Regions from separate parts of the Mus musculus genome. Here all the other regions are linked to region 5. Evidence: chromatin contacts called from public Hi-C and HiChIP or PLAC-seq data. All regions are on one chromosome and are shown on one strand. Each heading gives the region's core, a stretch centred on a gene start, on an enhancer-like site or on the middle of the called end of the contact. The rest is flanking DNA. Distances are from core to core; before and after follow the strand shown. Region 1 overlaps Ppp1r21 (protein phosphatase 1, regulatory subunit 21). Region 2 holds the start of Foxn2 (forkhead box N2). Region 3 holds the start of Ppp1r21 (protein phosphatase 1, regulatory subunit 21). Region 4 has its middle 21 kb from the start of Ppp1r21. Region 5 has its middle 8.1 kb from the start of Gm4832.

Evidence for each region. Hi-C and Micro-C count contacts between places; a contact is called where the count stands out from the background. HiChIP or PLAC-seq counts read pairs in DNA pulled down with a chosen protein or histone mark.
Region 1: an H3K4me3 HiChIP or PLAC-seq map of bone marrow-derived macrophages shows a contact between it and region 5, with 7 times the contacts expected there. The contact joins two enhancer-like sites.
Region 2: a Hi-C map of muscle stem cells shows a contact between it and region 5, with 2.6 times the contacts expected there. The contact joins the promoter of Foxn2 here to the enhancer-like site in region 5. A contact is called at or near these places in 9 of 39 promoter capture datasets (the 3T3-L1 cell line, 3T3-L1-derived adipocytes, the C10 cell line and 4 more), 7 of 484 Hi-C or Micro-C datasets (B cells, the C10 cell line, the HPC-7 cell line and 3 more), 5 of 115 datasets of contacts at active chromatin or transcription factors (the 230-238 cell line, bone marrow-derived dendritic cells, bone marrow-derived macrophages and 1 more) and 2 of 9 other capture datasets (adipose tissue and macrophages).
Region 3: an H3K4me3 HiChIP or PLAC-seq map of bone marrow-derived macrophages shows a contact between it and region 5, with 4 times the contacts expected there. The contact joins the promoter of Ppp1r21 here to the enhancer-like site in region 5. A contact is called at or near these places in 13 of 39 promoter capture datasets (the 3T3-L1 cell line, 3T3-L1-derived adipocytes, the C10 cell line and 7 more), 4 of 484 Hi-C or Micro-C datasets (CD4 T cells, LSK cells, bone marrow-derived macrophages and 1 more) and 3 of 115 datasets of contacts at active chromatin or transcription factors (bone marrow-derived macrophages, large pre-B cells and memory CD8 T cells).
Region 4: an H3K4me3 HiChIP or PLAC-seq map of bone marrow-derived macrophages shows a contact between it and region 5, with 5 times the contacts expected there. The contact joins two enhancer-like sites. A contact is called at or near these places in 1 of 15 datasets of contacts at CTCF or cohesin (embryonic stem cells), 9 of 484 Hi-C or Micro-C datasets (the C10 cell line, the G1E-ER4 cell line, bone marrow-derived DN2 thymocytes and 6 more), 4 of 115 datasets of contacts at active chromatin or transcription factors (bone marrow-derived macrophages, embryonic stem cells and microglia) and 1 of 9 other capture datasets (embryonic stem cells).

The regions. Positions count from the first base shown.
Region 1 is chr17:88,548,688-88,553,263 of GRCm38.p6, reverse strand. It overlaps Ppp1r21 (protein phosphatase 1, regulatory subunit 21), which reads right to left. Exons shown (of 22, transcript NM_028658.4): 5 at 3,606-3,770; 6 at 3,415-3,473; 7 at 2,508-2,602. Among named protein-coding and RNA genes, the nearest start is that of Ppp1r21, 21 kb to the right of the region's middle. Within about 2 kb of position 1,838, at least 109 of the 459 cell types and tissues checked have an H3K27ac peak or open chromatin away from gene starts, as enhancers often do. A contact at or near this core is called in bone marrow-derived macrophages, where this site is marked.
Region 2 is chr17:88,437,605-88,441,969 of GRCm38.p6, reverse strand. It overlaps Foxn2 (forkhead box N2), which reads right to left and starts at 1,266. Exons shown (of 6, transcript NM_180974.5): 1 at 1,086-1,266.
Region 3 is chr17:88,528,033-88,532,078 of GRCm38.p6, reverse strand. Ppp1r21 (protein phosphatase 1, regulatory subunit 21) reads right to left here and starts at 1,955. Exons shown (of 22, transcript NM_028658.4): 1 at 1,761-1,955. The coding sequence starts at 1,817.
Region 4 is chr17:88,507,357-88,511,393 of GRCm38.p6, reverse strand. No RefSeq gene overlaps it. Among named protein-coding and RNA genes, the nearest start is that of Ppp1r21, 21 kb to the left of the region's middle. Within about 2 kb of position 2,118, at least 115 of the 459 cell types and tissues checked have an H3K27ac peak or open chromatin away from gene starts, as enhancers often do. A contact at or near this core is called in bone marrow-derived macrophages, where this site is marked.
Region 5 is chr17:88,131,312-88,135,895 of GRCm38.p6, reverse strand. No RefSeq gene overlaps it. Among named protein-coding and RNA genes, the nearest start is that of Gm4832, 8.1 kb to the right of the region's middle. Within about 2 kb of position 2,850, at least 103 of the 459 cell types and tissues checked have an H3K27ac peak or open chromatin away from gene starts, as enhancers often do. A contact at or near this core is called in 3T3-L1-derived adipocytes, adipose tissue, bone marrow-derived macrophages and 4 more, where this site is marked.

The DNA of each region.
Region 1 (4,576 bases), core at 589-3,088, 420 kb before region 5:
TTGTTCCCAGGCCCACACAGTGCTCATCGGGGCCAGCAGGACCAGCATGCTTCACTCCTGAGCTATGTGAAACAGTCGACAAAGTTAAACCCTTCCATCGCCCGGACGGAGCCCAGGTGCACCTCACTATTCACATCCTGCTCCCCATCTCCAGTAACAGCTTAGACCACAGACACCTCCCAGAGGCCAGAGGTCAAAGGTGCAGCTGGCATGTTACAGTGCTATTATGGGTGGAAGGAACGTTCTGGTGAGATCCCATGCAGAAAATTACATCACTGAAAAAGTGCTTTACAGAGGGATATGGGACCCCAGCCCCTTCCTCTCTCTGCCTCCCTGTTGCCCTTTCCTGCCACCACCATGATGCTCTGCCTTACCACAGGCCCTACAGCGGCACATCTGAACCACCAACAGACACCCCTGAGGCCGAGCCCAAATAAACCTTCCCTCTTTTTCACTGACAACTTCAAGCTCCCCATCTGCATTTACTTCTGTCTGCACTCCCCGTGCTCTGCCCCTCCCCCTCCCCTGCCTCCCCTAACCACTCTCCTCTTCCACAAGATCCTGTCCCTCCCTGCTCACTCAGGCCCACATTTCCATGTCGGCTGACAGAAGCCCTCCCCCCTCCCACTCTATGCTCCAGACTAACCGTGTAGGTGCAGAAATCCCAGGACAGGGGCTCAAACAACTCTCCTTGCACCTCAAAGCCGTGTAAATAAGTAAATAAGTCCTAAGTCCTTACCCTAGAACTGACTGGCCATTGTCCCTCACATCCCCTGACCGGAGCCTACTGCCACAGTTAACTACCGTTCCTCAGACATCACGGTAGTTTGCATCCCATATATTACACTCTCTGAAATTCCCTGCTTCTCTTCCCTTGGTTCTTTCCTGCCTCCTCAAAAACAAACAAACAAACAAACAAAACAAAAACTGGCTCTTGCATGCAAGTCTGGATACTTCCTCTGAGAAGGTTGCTCCAATCACCCACAAGACTGAGGGCGCCTTCCCTTCCCTCGAGACTCCAAATGGTTCTGTACAGCAGAGTCGAATCTAAGCATCTAAAGACAACCAACCCACAGATGGTGTGACAATAGTCTAAAACTGGACGACAAGTAATTATTGGAAACGGAAGGATACGTGCATATGATCCAAAAGTTGCAATACCCTCTCATTAACTGACACAGAGAGTATTGAGGAAATGACCTACAGGGCTTCCCAGCACAGCCGAGGTGCACTGCCATCGCTCACCTTAATGTAGAAGCTGGTAACAGCACTGTTGTCAAGGGGAAATTTAGGCTGCTGATACAGAAATGGCCTATGCTGATTTAATTATGTGCTTGTGTGTCTAGCCTCCATAAACAATTAGTCACAAAAACAATTACAATACACATCTGTGTAGCACGTGCATGCTCACAGCATCAGATCCCCGGAACTGGCATTATACAGTTGTGAGCTACTGTGAGCATGGTGGTCACAGAGCCCAGGGCCTCTGAAAGAGTACTTGGTGCTCTTGTGTCCAGCCCTCTCTCCAGCCCCTGAACACTGATGTCAGTGCCTTCAAAGCACTGTTTTATCTTCCCTTTCCTCTTTTTTGTTCCCTCTGGGCTTTTCTAAGAAAAATTTAAGGGAACTGAAAATTGAATTTCAAACATAGCTATAGAAAAAGGAAGCAAGTATTAACTTGACTAGAGGCTTCACATTTAAAGTTTCTTTTAAATGTTTTTATTTTTCTAATTTTTAAAAACTCATTTATTTACTGGAGCAGGTGAGAGCAAGCCCTGACTGCCACGGAGATGGAGTCAAAGGACAGCTTTGCTGAGTCAGTGCTCTCATCCTGCCATGTGGGTTCTGGGGACTGAACTCGGGTGTCAGACTTGGCAGCAAGCACCTCTGCCGCTGAGCCTTCCCACTGGCTTCCCAAACAAATATTTTCTTTGCTTTCAAGAGTTTCACTTCATTCTTACCTAAAGGCTAAATATCTAAATAACGGCACATGAGTGCTCTTCCAGAGCACTGTTTAAGTTCTCGTTTGTCACTTCAGGATGTGGAAGCTACGAGGTCATCCCCAGGAATGGGAGGAAACAGAAGCTAGGCTTTGCAACAGCTTCCTGTCACTGGGGACTCCCCAGAGGCAGAAGCTAACAGGCCAAAAAGACACATCTCACTGTGGGCATTCGTACATACCCCCCAAACCCACTGAACAATTTCTCTCATGCAAATGTCCAACCACTTCATATGCAGGTAGGTTTCACCTTGGGATATGGGAAATGCAGTTAAAAGCACGCACTGGCCATCTCCCAAGAACACTGGCTTTGGAGCACTCCAGAGATAATTTAAGAAAGAGCCACAGCTGATCAGGAGAGCCAGGCAGAGCCCTCCACTGGGTCAATCTGGGTGTTTGTTTATTTGTTTGTTTAGCTGAGAAGATTAGAAATTATCTTAATTTATTGGCTACCACAGATAGACTCAAAGATACAAATAACAGAAACTTACGTTTATGTAATACCTACTTGTATCATTAAAAGGGACTTTTTCATTGATGATTGATAAGGATTCCTCTAATCTACCTGACAAATCTTCATGAAGATTCTTTAACTGTAATTGACTGGAAGAAAAAAGAACCCACAAAACCACATTATTACCAATCAGTGAATCGTCAATTGCTTGTTACCCCAAGAGCTGGCAACGAGCTTTCAGACAGCTGAGCCAACATCTGGGACACTCTGCTGAGAGCTGTTCAAAGGTGATGGCGGCACCAGCCCCATGCAAAGCCGCAGGGACTTCTGGGATCTGCCACGGCTCCAGTCTCTTGCACAGCCTGAGTCATAGATTTACTCTCTGCTACCCCTGTGCATTCAGCTATCCCTGCACAGTTTTTAAGTATTATACCAATTTATTTTTTGAGTTCAAAGGCTGATGATTTCTGTTTCATTGAGCACAGATAAATACCAAGAAGAAAAAGAAATAAAAAAACATTAAGACTATGAATGTCTTTAGTACATTGCTTTGCAATGCTCTGAGGTTTAGAAACCTCTCAATTAGATCCTATAACTTCAATTTTATTCAAAATATACCATAAAGAAGTTGGCATTGCTTTGTCGGGTTTCCTGCTGAGGAATATTAGGCAGTCCCTGTCCCAGGAGAGTCAGAAACACAAATACCCAGTCCAGTCCAGGAGGCCTGAGAGTAAGACTTCCCAGACCTTCTGCAGAGGCCAAGCAGACACTACTTTGTCAGATGCTGCGGCCCCACCCCACAGTGACCTGCTCCAGTCTTATCAACTCAGAGACAGAAAAAAAAAAAAAAGAGAGAGCTAAAGAGAGCCTGGGCTGCGTCTGATCTCAGGGCGGGCGGCTTAGAGCTCATGCTCCCACATTGTTCCCTTAGAGCCCGTGTTCCCACATTGTCCCCACACACCATTCTTCTGTTCGCAGTCGACATTCCTTGGCCTCCTTTTCTAGAGTCTGAGATTTTACCTGAATTTGGGGGGGAAAAAAAGAAAAGAAAAGTTGACAGTTCAGCCTAGGGGCTGAGCTCCCACACAGCACCTCAAAGCTCAGAGGAGCCGGGGCTAGATCTTGACACGTCACCCCGCGCAGCGGGCTTACTTCTAGCTTTGCCTTGTCGCTCTGGAGTTTCTCAATGGTCTCCATGTACTTCCGGGTCAGGCCGTCGATCACAGCTTGGTGCTGAGCAGCTTCTGTTTCAAGAGTGGCCAGCCGACTCCTCAGCTCCGCTTCCACGTGCCTGTGATGCTCGTCCGCTTCGAAGAACTGTGAGGAAAAGACACTGTCTCTTCTAAAGATCCCAGGGCCAACAAGCAGGGGTGGCAGCCACTACTCGTCCTGGGGCTGCAGTGTGGCTGGCGGGAGGTGAGCTAACGGGACCAGAGCACTTACTGACAGAAGGAACAGGGGTCTACAGTCTTACCCCTCCTCTACAGAGATGGAACAGCCTACAGGTGTGTCACTGGCCTCAGAGTTAAAGACAACAGACAGGACAGTAAAACACAGCAGCCCCCTTACCCGCCCCCCACAAGCCTATACCTCCTCTTTCAGACCCACAAATCTCCACTTGGAACAGCTATTCATAGGCAATTCACCTGAGGCACTGGTCTTAAAACTTACAAAGCTATTTTCCTTAATGAGTCTGATACTAATTAAGAGTTATGAATACTTAGATTTAAAGTGCTCTGAGATCAAATTTTTCAAGAATTTTCTGCAATTACATGTAATTTATTTATGTGAATGCATGTGTGGAGGTTAGAAGACAAGAGTCATTTTATGGTCCCAGGGACCGTATGAATTCCAGGAGTCAGTCTTGGCAGCAAGTACCTTTATGCACCGCGCCATCTCACGGACCCTAAGATCTGTCAAAGTTGGGCATGGTGATTGATACCTGAAATCCCAGCACTTGGGAAAGCAAACAGGGGAACTAACATTCCAAAAACATCCTCAGCCGCACAGGGAGCTCAAGGTCAATGCTAGCTACAAGAAACGCTGCCTCAAAAATACCACCACCACCACCAGACACCTAACAATCCATGAACAAAGAAACAACTAGACACCACAGACCATGA
Region 2 (4,365 bases), core at 17-2,516, 310 kb before region 5:
AATAATTAACCGCTCACAGCGGAGTTGCAAGTAGGGGAAAAAAAAAAAAAGTCTGTCATTTCTCTGCACTTATGACTCCTCCCACCGCCACCCAAAAGGTGGAAAAAGGAAAGCTTTAAAGCAGAAACCAAGTGCAAGAAGATCTCGAGAGCGCGGCTTCCCAATGAAATTGCTACCCCCAACTCGCGTGAGGTGCGGCGGTGGGAACCCAGGCATTTTGCCGGAGGGCAGCCGGGGGCGGAGTTTGCAGTGCAAGACCGAGCACCGAGCACGTGGACTCCCTGCCCCTAACCTCCCCGGCTCGGCTTCGGGCTGCCGGGCACTGCACGCCGGCCGGCACCCAAGCTCAAGGCCGCGGACCACCGCGCACCCTCCCGGCCCGAGCGCCGGGCCGGAGGGCAGAAGTAACCTCGGCCCCGAAGGAGATGGCGAACAGGAAGTGCACATGTTGCAACGCCGAAACAGTCCAAGTCCCACCCCCACCCCACCCCACCCCACCCCCGGCCCGGGCCAGCCAGGCTTGGGGGCGCCTCCGGCCGCGAGAACCGGGCTGGGGTCGCCACCCCACATCGGGGCCCCGCGCCCGAAGTTTACGCGAGTCCTCCTGGGCACTACTTCTCCGGGCCCAGCCATCCCGCCCGGGCCGGGCCGGGCCCCGGACTGGGACTCCACGCCGCGCGCGTCCCGCTCGGATGGGAGCCGGAGCGGCGACGTGGCTGGCGCGGGCTCCCCGGGACTCTTAGAGCAGCAACTCCCGGGGTCGCAGGTTTCCGCCTGGGCGTCCTCTGCCCTCTGTGGCTCCGACTGCGCGACGCCCCCTCCGGTACGGTCATTACCTCGGGAGAAAACTCCTAACTCCTCACTCCCGGGGACCCGTGCTCGCCTCGGTTCCACACCCCCGGGGCAGCCCACGCTCTGCCGGAGCCGCGCGCCGGGTACACCCCCGCGCAGGGGCGCCAATTCTTCCCGGGACACAAAAATGTCCCGGCGCGTCACGGGACAGCCGCCTCCGCGCCCCCACGCCCAGCGCCGGCCGCACACGCTGCCTCCGCGCCGCGCCGCGCCGCGCGACCCCGGGGACTCACCGTCACTCAGCCGCCGCGAACCAGAGGCGAGGGCCGGGCCGGGCCAGACACAATATGGCAGAGCACCGCAGCTGCTCCCGTGGCTCCCAGCAGCCGCCTCCGGGACACCCAGGCGCGAGCAGGCAGTGGCAGCTGCGGTGGCGGCCGCCGCAGCACCACATCCCCCCCCCCCCCACCCCTCCCGCCTGCTCGCTTCCTCCCCTCCTCCCCGCCCCGCTGCCATGACAACGCGGCGCCAAGGCGCTTGGCCCCGCCCCTCCTTCCGTCCCGCCTCCCGCAGCCCGCCCTTGCCTCGTCCCGCCTCCTACCAGGGCGGCGGCCGCCCCTCCGAGCTGTCGTCCTGCAGGCGGGTGGGGGGGAAGGTGGCGTCCGGAAGGGTGGAGCGGGCTCGGAAGGCAAAGCGAGGGGACGCTGAGGTTTACGGAGCTGGGCGTGCAGGCGGGAAAATGAAAAGCCCTCGCCTGTCGCCCGGAAGGACCTATGGGAGGGCGACCGAGGCGCGGCGCGGCTGCTGAGTGGACGAGCTGGCGCGGGACGCGCGAGTGTCCGCCCGCGACGCGTGTGCTGGGGCTGCCGCGACGGCCCGAACAGCCCCTTGGCTTTGAAAGTGTGGGGACCGGGAAGCTTTCTTGAGAACAACGCTACCTTCTTCTGACTGAAGTGCCGTGGAAACTCTATGCAGAGCAGATTTTAGAGGGGAAATGGGGCTTTGGAATCAGATCCAAATTTTACTAAAGATTTTCTGAGACTCTGTCTCCCAAATTAAAAACCAGTAATAAAAGGCAACACAGCAACAACAAAAATGTACAGAGCTCTCACTAATTGCTGTGTACAGTAATAAGGACTTAATATGCATTGTACACGTATTGCCTACACTGTATTGCGGGTACAGTGCTGCTAGATAAAACGGGAGTGGCCAGTTAATTCTGAATTGCAGACAAATGTAGAATAATTTTTAATGTTAAGGACATTCCCTTCGGGGTATACTTTCTGGTTGCTTCATGTTTTAGTGAATCTGCCAACTCTACAATTTCAGGAATTCCCTTTACATAGAAGGAAACTGAAGCCTAGAAGTAGCCTATCAAACTGCCCTTGGCAGTGAAGGTTTATGTATCAGTACTGGGTAGGGTGAGGCTGGAGGAGTGCCAAGATTTAGAGGTCACCCTGGCCTTCATAAGAAGTTTCTGTCTCAGCTGCGCGGTGGTGGCGCGCGCCTTTCATCCCAGCACTCGGGAGGCAGAGGCAGGCGGATTTCTGAGTTCGAGGCCAGCCTGGTCTACAGAGTGAGTTCCAGGACAGCCAGGGCTACACAGAGAAACCCTGCCTCAGAAAAAAAAAAAAAAAAAAAAAAAAAAAGAAGTCTGTCTCAAAAGGAAAGCAGGGTATAGTGCCTCATTCCTGTAATCCTGGAACTTGGAAGGAGGACATAGGAGACTCAAATGTTTAAGGCCATCTACATAGGGAGAGAGAGAGAGAGAGGACTATTCCATTGAATTTCTAAAAGAAAACTATAGTTTGAGTTTACTGTTATCATTATGAACCTGGAAATTAAACCTTTCAATTTCTATACCCAGTTCTTTAAAAACCATGCTACTGATACCTGTTTCACACAGATATAAATGGATTAAGAGAAAGGGTCTCTAAAACGGAGACATTGCCCGTCTGCTTGCTCAACAAAGCTTCATTTGGTTCCTGATGAGGGGATGTTGACTATTCAATGTCTTTGCATATAAAATGACTGAAGCAGGCTATCTGCTCGCAGTAAAGTAGATGAGCTGTGAATATGGCAGAGATGCAGAGGAATTGTAGGCACCCCGATGTACAAGAACAAAGCCAGAAATATTTGATTCCCTCATTCCACAAACAACATTATTCGTATGATCCATGTAAGCTCGCCTACCAGTTCTATTTCATTTTGTTTTGTTTGTTTGTTTTCTTTTCAAAGTCCCGGAGAATCCCAGTTTTCTTCAGAGTACGAAATCTCAGGGCAAATGTAAGATGTGCTTCAGCGGAGGAGCAACATCTACTGCAAATCTCCTTACATAGCATCACTGTTGCCCCCCACTCATGTAGACAAATTAAAGAAGATACAGAAGAAAGAGCACGAGAAGGAAAGGAAGAGCAAGAAAAGTTGGCTTTTAAGAAACCAAGTTCAGCCAGGGGTGGTGCTCGCCTTGAATTCCAGCACGTGGGAGGCAGAGGCAGGCAGATCTCTGTGAGTTCAAACCCAGCCTGATCTACAGAGAGAGTCCCAGGACAGTCAGGGCTGCACAGAGAAACCCTGTCTCAAAACAAACAAACAAACAAACAATAACGACAAAAAGCAGCCACAACGTCAGTGTCTCAGCCAAGGTTATCTGCTAGCCTTTCACCTTCTGACAAAGATGGACTAATATTGCTAGTACAGTATTTGAAATACAGAATGAACTTATATTTTATGTAGTTCTTTCTCCCATTCATCATTGCATCTATTTTAAACTCAAGTAGCTAAATGCTCTTCCTGAACTCCGAAGGAATCATAAAATTTGAAAGCTGCAGATAGTTCAGAGATAAATCACCCCAGGAGCCAGCCTACCATAAAATAGATAAACTCAGAAAAAAATATACCTATCCAAGGTCAAGTAATGAATTTTCTGCATCTTCATTCATTAAGCCCTTTTGCTGGTCCCCTGCCGTGACTGACCACACCCAGACCACACTCAGACCACAAGCCTGGGCACCTTTGTCCAACCTCAACCTGTAAAGTTCAAGCGTTTTAGCAAATCCGCTCCACTTAGTTCAAAGTCTGGAGATTCTTGTATACCAAGAGGCTAATTTAGAGGACTTTGAACATCCACCAAGGAAAAGCTCTGATTAAAGATAATGGCGATCCAGAAGGGGCAGCTTTTCCCTTGAGTTTACAAGAGTAAGCAGTCTAAAAGAGCAAAACTTTACCTCTTAACAAAAAAACAGCCCCAGGTTTCAGATTTTGTGCAGCTTTATTCTTTCTTCAGAGTACTTCTGTTGTGTGATTTTGTGCCCTCGGGGGACATGGGCAAATACCTACTCACCCCAAATAGGGGACAAATACAAGCCATCAACGTACAACTTGTCGAACCAATGTGTTTTGTTGGAGTTTCTAACAGGAGTACAGGGGTAGGGAGGGTGTGTTAGTGGAGGAACAGAAATTACTCAAAGATCAGCATTACCAAAAGCCCACTCCAGCATGAGGACACCTCGTGAAAGTTGGAAACTGGGGACCCAGGGCACAACCTGCAAGTTGGAGATAGCCCTTTCTAAG
Region 3 (4,046 bases), core at 706-3,205, 400 kb before region 5:
AGATGGATGGTTGGGTTTCTTTGACCTTCCCATTGCACACATCTTATCTGAAATCCACAGCCCTCATGATCTAGCCCACTCTCCCTTCACCACACTCTGCCTGCCATGTATCTTAAGATGTTTTCAGGACAGCCAGCATAGGCTAACCGAGTTACATGGAAAGCTACCACTCTCTTCATCCCCTTCCCTACTCCCTAGTGTAAGGAACTCCCCCTTCCCCAGTGACCTCTCCTCTGAGCTGCGCTGACCATCACTTGCTACACTGTATCATAATTGCAGGCCACGCTAATTTAAGGGTCTATTAAAGGTGATTGTGCAGCTTGAACTCCGGCTTTCTCAACTGAGCCTGGCACACTGCTTGCGGGGTGCACATATAACATGAGTTTGTTGAACACATTAACATACCCAAAAGAATAAAACCTTTCCATGCCTTTCATTACTTTAGGAGGTGATATAATTATTCCCGCAACACGGCCACTGCTCTGAGCCCTTCTGGAACTCTACTCACTGGCCATTTGGAACCAAACTTTCAAAGTTATTTACCCTCCAGAGATGGAAATCGGGCCCCTTACTTTATATGCATGAAACATTTTCAACCAAAAATAGTAGTGGCAAATTTGGGCACTGCCATCCTCCACCCACCCTCCTTCGTTATATGGAACTGTTCCAAACAAGGGAATCCTCCCCCAAAAGACAATGCACTATCTCAGGCGCTGAGCCACAGAAGTCTACGAGGATTTCAGACGGAACTACAAAGGGAGTGGACAAGGTGAGTGATAAGCTGAATGCCATCAAGGCTCCCATCTGATGCTGAGGACTTAAGGGTGCACGCTTAGGTGCCAGTATCATTTCTTTATATTTCACTTTACCTTCCCAAATACAAGCTTAATAAAATCATAAAGGGGGATGTCGTACACTTGGGTTTTTTTTTTTTTCAAATTAGAAAAAGGGCGAAATCTTTTCATTGCTTCTGTGAATGCCAAGATAATTGGAAATTAAACACGACTACCGAATCCTTTTCAAAGGCGTGAGATTCTGCTTTAATAACTTCATTAGAATATTCTTCAGGCAGAAAACCCTACCCAGAAACTGCACCACCCTTGTCCAAGAAAAAGGTTTCACCATTTGAAAGACTGACACTTCAGAAGGCCGGGTCCCTGTTTTGCATAATTCTGTATTTAAGGAGAACCTGCGGTGTGCACTGCCCCATTCCACGGAAGGAAGGTGCAAGAGAAAAAGACATCAGCCCCACCACCCAAGCTGTCAAAATCAGTGGCGACAACATCTGTATTCCAAAGCACCCATCCCAATGAGGCCGTTTACGCTCCCAAACTGATGTGGTGGCAAATAAGTCGTTTTAACTTTAAAAGCATCTCCTCGCGAAAAGGAGATGGTGATTTCCCCATCATCGGGCGAACTGAGAAAGCAGAGAGCATAGGGTGGTCCCTCATTCCTCCCTTCCCCTCAGGCTAGCACCAAGAGCTGTGCCTTGGATTTCTGTCATTCCATTTCTAAGCCTGCTGGTCCAGCGAGAAGGAAGACTCAAACTCCAGCTCCTTTCTGCAGAGACGCACACGGACCCAGACACCGCCCGGCCCTATCTCCATGGAGCTGCAGGTGGAGGCATCGTAATGGTGGAAGCAGGAGGTGGAGAGGAGAGGAGGAGCCCTCTGCATCCCCCCCACCATCCCAAATCGCTGCCACGGCCAGCTGAGGCCTCCGGGCCAGAAACCCCTGTCTCCCCCACCCACGATGGGTACCTTCGAGTACTCCTGAGCCAGCTTCTGGTACTTCCCCTGCAACTCTGCGGAGGCCATGGCCTCCCCCGCCCCGTCCAGGCCTGGCCGCCCGGGCTGCCGAGCCCCGCCCCCCGCCCCCAACCCCACACTTGCTCCTCCCGGGCAGGGCTCAGCCAGCTTCTGCAGCACCGCCGCCGCCGCCGCGCCTCCTCCTCCTCCACTTCCGGGTTTCCAGGCGGGAGGGAGGAGGAGCGGGACCAGAGGCGGGGCGACCACCGGGGGCGGGGCGACGTCTTGACATCACCGCCCCGCCCTCTGGTGCTCCGGTTCGCGCATGTGCGGCCCGACGGACCCGCCTGTGCGGTGCTTTTGCCCCTCCTGAGACCCTAGACGCCATGTTGGAAGAGGCGGGAAGATGGCGACCCGTTTCCGGGCGAGCCAGAATCAAGCGGGAGGAGAATGAGTGCCTACGGAATGGATGGAACACCGAAGGGAGAGACAGAGGATGCAAGGAGAAGCATTCTAAGAACATCAAGAATTCTGGCTACCCAGTCCCCTAGTCGCCATAGCAACCGCCTAGCGTCAGTCGCTTGCTTCTTGGAAGCTTGTTTTCCGCCTTCTCATTCATTATCTGGATACCCAGACTTGTGCTACACTGTAAACCGTCCAACCTAGCACATATTTATACCGTTTGCCCTTCTCCCCTTCTCAGATCAGAAAACCTTCATTGTCTTCTGTGTTTTGTCATTGACCTTTCTCTACTCAAATGCCACATGCCCGCCCCTGACCCTTATTCATCTATCAGAACATTTTAAGCCGTAAAAGAACATACAGTTTCTGAAAATTTCTACCACGCATTGAGATGTAAAGACCATTAATGTTTTGTTTTGTTTTTAAAAAAAAAACGGCTAGACTAGATATCTTGAGATACCTTATGATGAAAAACTGCTCCTTTTCATTTAAAATATTTTTGACAGTTCTGTTGAGGATTAATGTAGGTATAGCATTGAAGTATTTCTTGTTAGAATAATATGAATGAAGAAAGATATGTGTTTCTTGAGACATAATATGACAGTTGAAACTAATGAACTACATTTGTACACAAACACATACATATGAACATTATGCTAAATAAGTCAATTGCACTGGGTGCAGCTGTATAAACCTTTAATCTCAGTACTTAGAAGGCAGACAGGCAAATGGATCTCTACTGGTTTACATATTAAGTTTCAGGCCAGCCAGTGAAACTCTGTCTTTAAAAAAAAAATAGTGAATTGTAATATACTATAAATAATCTTAAAAATTATGAAGTGGAAGTAGCCAGACATGTTTAGTCATACCAGCAGTCCTAGCATTTGGGAGGCTGAGGCATGAGGAAGTCAAGTTTGAGAGCAGTCTGGACTACACACACACAGTATGTACTGTGTGTGTGTGTGTGTGTGTGTGTGTATAATCTCCATAATATGTGAAGTAACATTATTCCGATTTTTATTTTATTTAATGTATATGAGTACACTGTAGCTGTACAGATGGTTGTGAGCCTTCTTGTGGTTGTTGCAAATTGAATTTTTAGGACCTCTGCTCACTCCAGCTGGCCTGGCTCACTCAGTCCCTGCTTGCTCAGGCCCAAAGATTTATTTATTATTATATGTAAGTACACTGTAGCTGACTTCAGAAGCACCAGAAGAGGGCACCAGATCTCATTACAGATGGTTGTGAGCCACCATGTGGTTGCTGGGATTTGAACTCAGGACCTTAGGATCAGTGCTCTTACCTACTGAGCCATCTGGTTTTTTTCTTTTTCTTTTTCTTTTTTTTCTGAGACAGGGTTTCTCTGTGTAGCCCTGGCTGTCCTGGAACTCACTTTGTAGACCAGGCTGGCCTCGAACTCAGAAATCTGCCTGCTTCTGCCTCCCAAGTGCTGGGATCAAAGGCGTGTGCCACCACTGCCCGGCCCAACATTATTCTTAAACACATGAATATGTAGTAAAAACACAGAGACAACTAGAACACTGGTTGTTCGGTGCCTCTAGCAGAAAAAGAAGGAAATGAAACAGGACAGAGGAGCATCAACTTGATTTCTCTAGGTTTTTTAAAGTAAATATTATTACCTTTATTATGGAGGAAACGCATCTAGGAAGGCTAAGTCAGCCCTGTGGATTATTTAGAGGTATAATTAAAGTGAAAGCTGTGCTAGCTAGCTTCTCTTTTATCTGGGAGCAATCCAGGAGTTGTTCAGCAAAGAGCTCAGCCTGTATCGTTTCCTGTACAAACTAAAACTGTACACTTTACACTTGCTAATAAATA
Region 4 (4,037 bases), core at 869-3,368, 380 kb before region 5:
TGTTTAGGCACGTCTCTCTAGTGACTTCATCTTTTTCAGGAAACAATTAGCCTGTTTGAACAGAACAGGTTAGGCAAATTCTTAACTGGAAAATCAGTAAGTCCTTTTGCAGGGCGTGTTGGGACACTTTGCACTCTTTCAGCTGAGTTAGGGTGTGGACCCTTTGTCCTCACGTGATGGCTGGGCAAGGAGGCAAATAGCCCTCTTATGCAGGCACAACCCTTCCTTTGTCCTGGGCGGCCTGGGCAGCGTTGGGGGCGGGGAGCACCTGTGGCTGGGATGAACAGACCCAAAGCAGTAAGGGGTCACAGACCAGACGCTGCAGCCCCCTCGGCCTTTTCTTCCTGGAACCCAGCGAGTTCCGGGCCACCTTCAGAAACACAAGCAAGGCTTTTAGACTAGGACAAGGGGCTGGAGGAGAGGGTGAGAGTTGAAGCACCCTTCTCAATGCGATTTGCCTGGGCTATTTCCAACCTGTTCAAGAAAGCCCTTGGAAATACGGGGTGCTGAAGGCCTGTCTCAGTCTGACCGCTGTCCCCCAGATCCGTACAATTCAGTCAGTGTGGATTCTAACCCCTTGCCCGCACCCCCACTCCACCGACGGCTGCCCGGTTTTCTCTATGAAGCAGCTACATCCAACGCTCTCTCCCAAACCCTGTGAGTTCAGGTTAAGGGTGCTTTGCGGACTCCCAGCAATTCTGTCTAAGCTTTAACTACAGTCATACATCCCCACACTTCTGACTCTCACTAAACTCTAAGGGACATAACGACTTGTTTGCTTTTTTGATACACACTCATTTGCCCAGCTAGCCTGGATCTCTAAGAAAATCTAAGGGTGACTTATAACTCCGGCCTCCCTGAGTGCTGGGATCATTATGCCAGGCAAGCACTGAACCCCCATAAAGCCATTTGAAAATTAAAAATATCCTCCACGTCTGTCATTTTCTCCCCTGAGACTGTGCAAACAGACCCCAAGGATCGCAGCGCTGGGATGTAAGAAAGTATTTGAGAACAAGAAACCTTCTGAAAGCCCCTCATCACTGAGGCACTGCCTCTGTGTACAAAACAGGCCTGGGGAGCAAGGGAGAGGAAGGCTTCGCAAAGACAGGAATGACAGCTGATGAGAGAGATTGGGAGGAGCACGACAAAGGATACTTTTTTTTTTTTCCCCTTTCTGGTGCTTTCTGTAGTCACGCCTTCAATCCCAGCACTGGGGAGGCAGAGACAGGTGGCTCTCTGTGAGTTCCAAGACAGCCTTGTTTACTTAGGGGGTGGGTTCTAGGTTAGCCCTATCCAGAAAGAGAGGAGAGAGAGGGAGGGAAGGAGAGAGAGAGAGAGAGAGAGAGAGAGAGAGAGAGAGAGAGAGAGAGAGAGAGAATATACCTGTCATGTTCAAAGCTGAGACTACAGAAGACCACCATCTTTTGTCCCACATTCTCCAAATCTCCTGATCCCTGCCCACTCCGGGCCATCCAAACGGTGCTATCACGAGGACTGTGATAATTAAATTCTGGCTGTCGGGCTGACGAGATGGCTCAGTGGGTAAGAGTACCCGACTGCTCTTCCAAAAGGTCTGGAGTTCAAATCCCAGCAACCACATGGTGGCTCACAACCATCCATAACGAAATCTGACGCCCTCTTCTGGGGTGTCTGAAGACAGCTACAGTGTACTTACATATAATAAATAAATAAATCTTTAAAAAATATATAATATAAAAAAAATTCTGGCTGTCATGTGCACTGGGCACTGAGGTAGGTACTGAAGAATTCATATACAGCCACAGTCGGGGCTGGGTAGTGAGTGAGACGCTCCCGTGGTGGAGAGAAGTGTAGAGCTTGGCAAGATTACAAAGGAGATGGGAACTGATCTGGTCCCCCAGTCAGTGGGTACATGAGTGGCTTACCGAGGGACACTGGGTTGAGCTATGGGACACAGCTGTACAGAGGACAGTCAAATACTTGACCTCCTGGAGGGGCATTCTAGTGATGCATGCTACACTAAGTCAGAATTTTGTTGGCAGTAGAAAGGGGAAGAGGTCAGGGGAGTTGGAGAGGGAGAAGTGACTCTTGAATGGTGACTCACAGATGAGAGGTGTAGGCGCCTGGGGGCGGGGCCCTGGGCATTGGGAGCAGAGGGTGTGCAGCACATTTGGGGAACAGCAAAGGGAGGGACTGGCGTGGCACAGGCAAGGAAGAGAGAGAAGCAGAAGGCATGGGCAGGCTTTCTGAACTGTTCCAAAGGGGGTAACTGTGGGAGTGGCCAGCTACTGGGAAACGCGGCTCTAAAAGAGAAATCAAAGCACTAGCTTGCAGCTTTGCTGATTCCACCAGGCACCGGTGTATGTAAAGGTGTAAAGTCTGAGCAGAGATCTAGGAGCGATCAGCTCCCAGCTTCAGCCGCTCAGGACGGCTAATGCTGACAGTGTCTGACTCCTGATACAGGGTCACACTTGCTGCAGTGCTGAGGGCAGAGCCTGCGGGGACTAAAGGAGACAGTAGGGTAGAAGCCCGGCTCCAGGGAAGTCTGGTAGTGGGGGAATAAGACAGTCTCAGAGGTGAGCGGTAGAGGAGGCCCCGAGGAGCTAGCAGGTTCTGGGCATGACTGAATACACCTGGATTTCTTGGCAGACTGATGGTGGAGTACAGAGGAGAACGATTCAGGGAGGCGCCAAGGTTAAAGGAAAGTTTTGGGGAGAGTACGAAGCTCTAGGAAGAAGAGAACACTGTGGAAAGTGGTGCTTGTAAGCTTGTAACCTATTGTGGAACAGGAAACAAAGAGATGCAGGTACCAAGGCAGCATTGGACAAACCAACAGACAGAACTAGACACAGGGCTCTGCGATAGGTGTGCTGCAGAGAGCGCTCAGGACTTGGGCCTGGGTCACAGAGATTCGTTAGTATAGGACTCTGAGCGAGAGCGCATGTACGCACTCGCATGAGAGAGAGAGAGAGAGAGAGAGAGAGAGAGAGAGAGAGATGTCTTTGAGGGCATGCCTGTTTCTGGAAGTATAAACTTTGTGGTGACTTCATTTATTACATGCTAGCTAGACGCCAAAAAAAAAGTTGCTGTTTTTATAGAGATCCCACAACATCCCTGTGAAAATTTTTGATAATATTTTTACACCTTATTTGCTTGCAAAATAAATTTTACAAATTCCCTTTCATTTTTAGCTTTTATGAGATTACAGTTCCGGTTATTTAGACTGAGCTATATACAATAAATGAGCTTTAAAAATGGAAATATAAACATCTATCTGCAGTTAAGTATTTGTGATGGATGACAATGTTCCTAGAACGACAGATGTAAGTCAAACGGTTTGGTTAACAGAAAAAATGATCGTTTGAGCATGATAAAGGAGATTTGGGCTGAGAGCAACATAATAGCAATAATAGCACTGAAAGTTACAAACACACTTTCTGCATGCTTCCACAATTTGTTCTTAAAAAAAAAAAAAAATCAGCCGGGCGTGTTGGTGCACGCCTTTAATCCCAGCACTCGGGAGGCAGAGGCAGGCAGATTTCTGAGTTTGAGGCCAACCTGGTCTACAGAGTGAGTTCCAGGACAGCCAGGGCTACATAGAGAAACCCTGTCTCGAAAAACCAATAAGTAAATAAATAAATAAAATAAAAATAAAAAAAGAAAATCATTTACAAAATGCCTCCATTGCTAAACAGGAAAGCAAAGGCTGGCCCGCAGTCAAATGGCTCCATCTCTTGCCTTTGTCCATCTACCACGCTGGGAAAGACTTACAGGAAGCCCGCCCCAGACCCAAGGCCAGGCAGGCAGGGCTCCTGGCAGGCCAGGAGGAAATCCTCTGCGAGCAGCTCCATCTGGCCACTGATGGTACACTTCTGTCATCCTGGCACTTGAGACACGGAGGCAAGACGATCAGGCGCTCCAGACCAGCTGGAGATATACAGGAAGATCTTGTCTCAAAAAACAGAAATGGGTCTCTGAGATGGCTGCGGGCAGGGTGGCCCTCGATGCCAAGCCTGGCCACCTTGGTTCGATCTCTGGGAGCCACATGGCAACAGGAC
Region 5 (4,584 bases), core at 1,601-4,100:
AATACAATTATGTATTTATGTATTACACTTATGTATTTTCATTTTATTACACTTATTTATATACATAATTGTACTGGTGTTTTTTGTATATCAATTTGACACAAACTGGGTAATCAGAGAGAAAGGAGCTTCAGTTGGGGAAATGCCTCCATGAGATCCAGCTGTGGGGCATTTTCTCAGTGATCAAGGTGGGAAGGCCCATTGTGGATGGTGCCATCCCTGGGCTGGTAGTCTTGGTTCTATAAGAGAGCAAGCTGAGCAAGCAGGGGAAGCAAGTCAGTAAGGAACATCCCTCCATGGCCTCTGCATCAGCTCCTGCTTCCTGACCTGCTTGAGTTCCAGTCCTGACTTCCTTTGGTAATGAACAGCAATGTGGAAGTGTAAGCTGAATAAACCCTTTCCTCCCCAACTTGTTTCTTGGTCATGATGTTTGTGTAGGAATAGAAACCCTGACTAAGACAATAATGTATATTGTACGGCTGGTGAGATGGCTCAGTGGGTAAGAGCACAGACTGCTCTACCAAAGGTCCTGGGTTCAAATCCCAGCAACCACATGGTGGCTCACAACCACCTGTAATGAGATCCGATGCCCTCTTCTGGTGTGTCTGAAGTCAGGTACAGTGTACTTGTGTATATTAATAAATAAATCTGAAGAAATAAAAAAGAATGTTGTTAGTGTGTGCTTCCCAGAGGAGCACACTGAGAAGTAGAGGAAAAGCATAAAAAAAAATGTATATTGTAATGCTTATATATTACATATATGCCTTGCATTATGCATTTGGGAAAGGGGGCATTGCCACAGTGTATTTGTGTGGAGGTCAGAGGACAACTTGTGGCAGTTGGTTCTCTCCTTGTGCTATGTGGGTACTGGGGACTGAGCTCAGGAGGTCAGCTTTGGCAGCAAGCACCTTGACACACTAAGCTATCTTATCAGCCCATTTTATTGGTCTTTTAAAACAGATGTTTCTATGTGGTGCAGGCTGGCCTTGAACTCACCATCCTCCTGCCCTTATTTCCTGATGGACCATCTTGCCTGCCTCTCCATAGTAGGATTCTCTTATGGCTTCTTGCTGCAAGGGTTGGGTTAGTAGTTACTAGTCAGTAGTTACTGTGGTTAGAAGTGTCCCCCAGGGGACCATGTGATGACTCAGTTGTTAGCGTCTAGTACCTCTGGGGGTGGTGGGACCTTAAGAGGAGGCACCCAAGAGAAGGAAGTTGGGTCACAAGCCTTGAAGGACTATTGAGATCCTAGCTCCTCTCTCTCACTCTTTGCTCTCTGCCATGAGGTGAGCAGTATTGATCGACTGACTGCCTTCTGTCATGATGTCAGCCTCCCCAGAAGCCCAAACCAACTAACTAACCAGGGACAAAAACTCCTGACATCATGAGTCCAAATAAACCTTTCTCTCTACAAGCTGTTAACTCTGGTATTTTGTTATAGTAACAGAACACTGAATAACAGGTAAGGCTTTACCCCTACTTGGGAAAAGTACAACAAAAGCCTTCCCTAATTCCTAGAATTTACAAACTACATATTTGTAGCCCTATCACGAAGAAGGAAAACAGCTCAGTTTTATAATTACTAAAGAGTAACGAGTTCTGTCCATTTTTTATTATTATAAAAAAATCAACAAGTAGTCTTGTTACTGCCAACCCCCTTGCAAGGTACCGAATAAATCTGTTTTCTGAAACAAACAAAACCTGAGATTTTGTCACCCAGAGGAAAACCTCTGCTGACATTTTTCTGTGTATCTGTCCGGATCTAACTTACATGGTTTCTAAGGTATCCTTTTGTGTGAATATACTTATATATAAATAATTTCATTCTCCATTTAGAGAGATTCCTGCTCCAAAAATGCTGGGGTAAAACCAGGCATGATAACACACATATGTCATCCTAGCGCTTGGAAGATGAAGGTGAGATGCTCAGAAGTTAAAGATCATCCTCAGCTACTGTCAAGTTCAAGGCCAGCCTGGGTTACCTGTCAAGTTCAAGGCCAGCCTGGGTTACCTGTCAAGTTCAAGGCCAGCCTGGGTTATCTGTCAAGTTCAAGGCCAGCCTGGGTTACCTGTCAAGTCCAAGGCCAGCCTGGGTTACCTGTCAAGTTCAAGGCCAGCCTGGGTTACCTGTCAAGTTCAAGGCCAGCCTGGGTTACCTGTCAAGTTCAAGACCAGCCTGTGCTATATTAAGACCACGGTGTTGTGTTGTGTTTTGCTTTGTTTGCTTTTAATACTAAGATTAACATTCTTGTTTTGGTTTGTTTTAGTCTGTTTTTTAAAGACAGGGTTTCTCAGTGTATTCCCTGCTGTCCTAGAACTCACTCTGTAGACCAGGCTGGCCTTGAACTCAGAGATCTGCCTACCTCTGATTCCTGAGTACTGAGATTACAGGAGTGTGCCACCATTACTAGCCAGCGTTCTTATACATACATCTTTATTCAGTGGTTCAAGAGATCCCAAGAGGAATTTCTAGTCTTAAGGTTTGACAGCACTAGTTTTCTGCCCTCTAGGCAGCCCATGGTCATTTCTCCTTCCAATGGCACCATGTGACAAGGACGAAGTTACCACAGTCTGATACGGCTGTCAGCATTCTCTCAGTCCTGGGAAATCGAGCCGCTGACATGTGCATGCAATGCCTCCTGCAGCGCCCAGCTTGTATTTCTGCACCTGCATCCTGAGCTCCTGCTTCCTTCATCTGCTTCTGAGGGGAGAGGACTGCATCAGTGGGGCCTGTGTCTCCTGGCTGCCAGACCACAACTGAGAAAATGCGGAGAGCCGCGCTTCTCTCCACACTCTGCCGTCCTCGTGAGCTGGCTTCCCATTACAACACCAACCATCCAGCTCTGGGAGGAACTCGCCCAAACTCTCTGTCTCAACAGGCATCGCAAAGCAGCACGCTGTTCTCCACGCTGCTCTGTGAAACCAAGCCTTCTTGGACCCCATTTCTGCAAGTGGTGCTTGGTTTCGTTGTTATTTGTTTTAGTGGTGTGGACTTTGTCAAGCAGACCTCGCTTGGTAACTGAAGATTCTGGATTCCTCTCCGTAATGATTTTGAGGAGACAGCAATTTCCTCACCATGGGTGACTCACTATGTTTTCTGTCCTGAACGTTCTGATTGGGCTCTTTTCATCTTGGCTGCTGGAGGATCATTGTCATCACGAGTGACCCGGGAAATTCATGACTAAGTGTCTAGTTTGGAGGAAACAAATGGTCACGGATGTCCTTTACCCTAGGAAGACAATAGTACAAAAGGCAGAAATTGGCACCAGTAGCCGAAGTGTACAAAACTCCGGCAGATGTCGTCTTCACGTCCGGACCAGAACTAAGTTTGATGATGATGATTTGTGATGCCTTAGATTATGGAAAGAAGAGTGAGCCCAAACACACACGTAAGCCCTCAAGAAGGAATGCAGGGACGCAATGACAGGGGACTGCAAAGGTGACCTGGGCTGGCGAACACGTGCTGGAGGCTGGACAACAGCAGAAGGAATACCGGTGACTTATCTGCCTCAGTGGGGCAAATTTCTAACACAGGGACTAATAAACTGTAAAAAAGCTTCCTTTAACATTTTAGTCGGGATACTTTTCCCAACAAACTTAAATACCTAACCTCCTTATGCTTTGGACCAATCTTCCCTTCCCAGTGCCAACCCCTGGCAGAACATAATGCCCTGAAGTCATGAGGTTGGGAAATCTTGCCTGCTAGGTCTGAGGTTGCATGCATTCCTGGTGTGAAGAAAGCAGAGTACGTGGCTCTCAGCTGCACTGTAAGAGCCTGTTGTCTTCAGGGTTCCCCCTGACCAAGTCTTCCGAATAACCCATGACACTCCTGGCCAATTACAGTTCAAGAAATGCACACTTTACTCCCTATAAAGAGGGTGCAGCGCAGAAGGAATGCCTTGCAGAAGGGGCGCAGAAGGCTATGGATTTTTGCTAGTCATCGTTCAAGTTGATAAAAGACAATGAGCTTTCCCAGAAGGTGAGATTTAATGTAGCCGTTACCCAGCACGTGGTGATTACACAAGACATTAAACAAGAGACCCTGCTCACATGAGCGGCAGCAACTTTTTTTTTTTTTAAGTTGTATATTGTAGACTCCAGGGAGTACTTTTTAAAAAAGATTTATTTATTTATTTTATGTATATGAGTACATGTAGCTGTACTGATGGTTGTAAGCCATCATGTGGTTGCTGGGAATTTGAATTTAGGACCTCTGCTCACTCTGGTTGGTCCTGTTCACTCCAGTGCTTGCTCAGTCCCTGCTCACTCCAGCCCAAAGATTTATTTATTATTATTCGTAAGTACACTGTAGCTGACTTCAGATGCACCAGGGTGTCAGATCTCATTACAGGTGGCGTGTGGTTGCTGAGATTTGAGTTCAGGACCTTTGGGGAAGCAGTCAGTGCTATTAACCGCTGAGTCATCTCTCCAGCCCCCTCCAGGGAGTATTTTTACGCTATGATCTCTTGAAGGAAGTTGTGCATCTGCTGGACACAGGAGACAAATGGCTGGGTCCATGGCCTTCAGGAGAGCAGACACCCTCCTGCTTTGCTCTGAATTCCCACCCTGTCCTCTTCAGAAAGA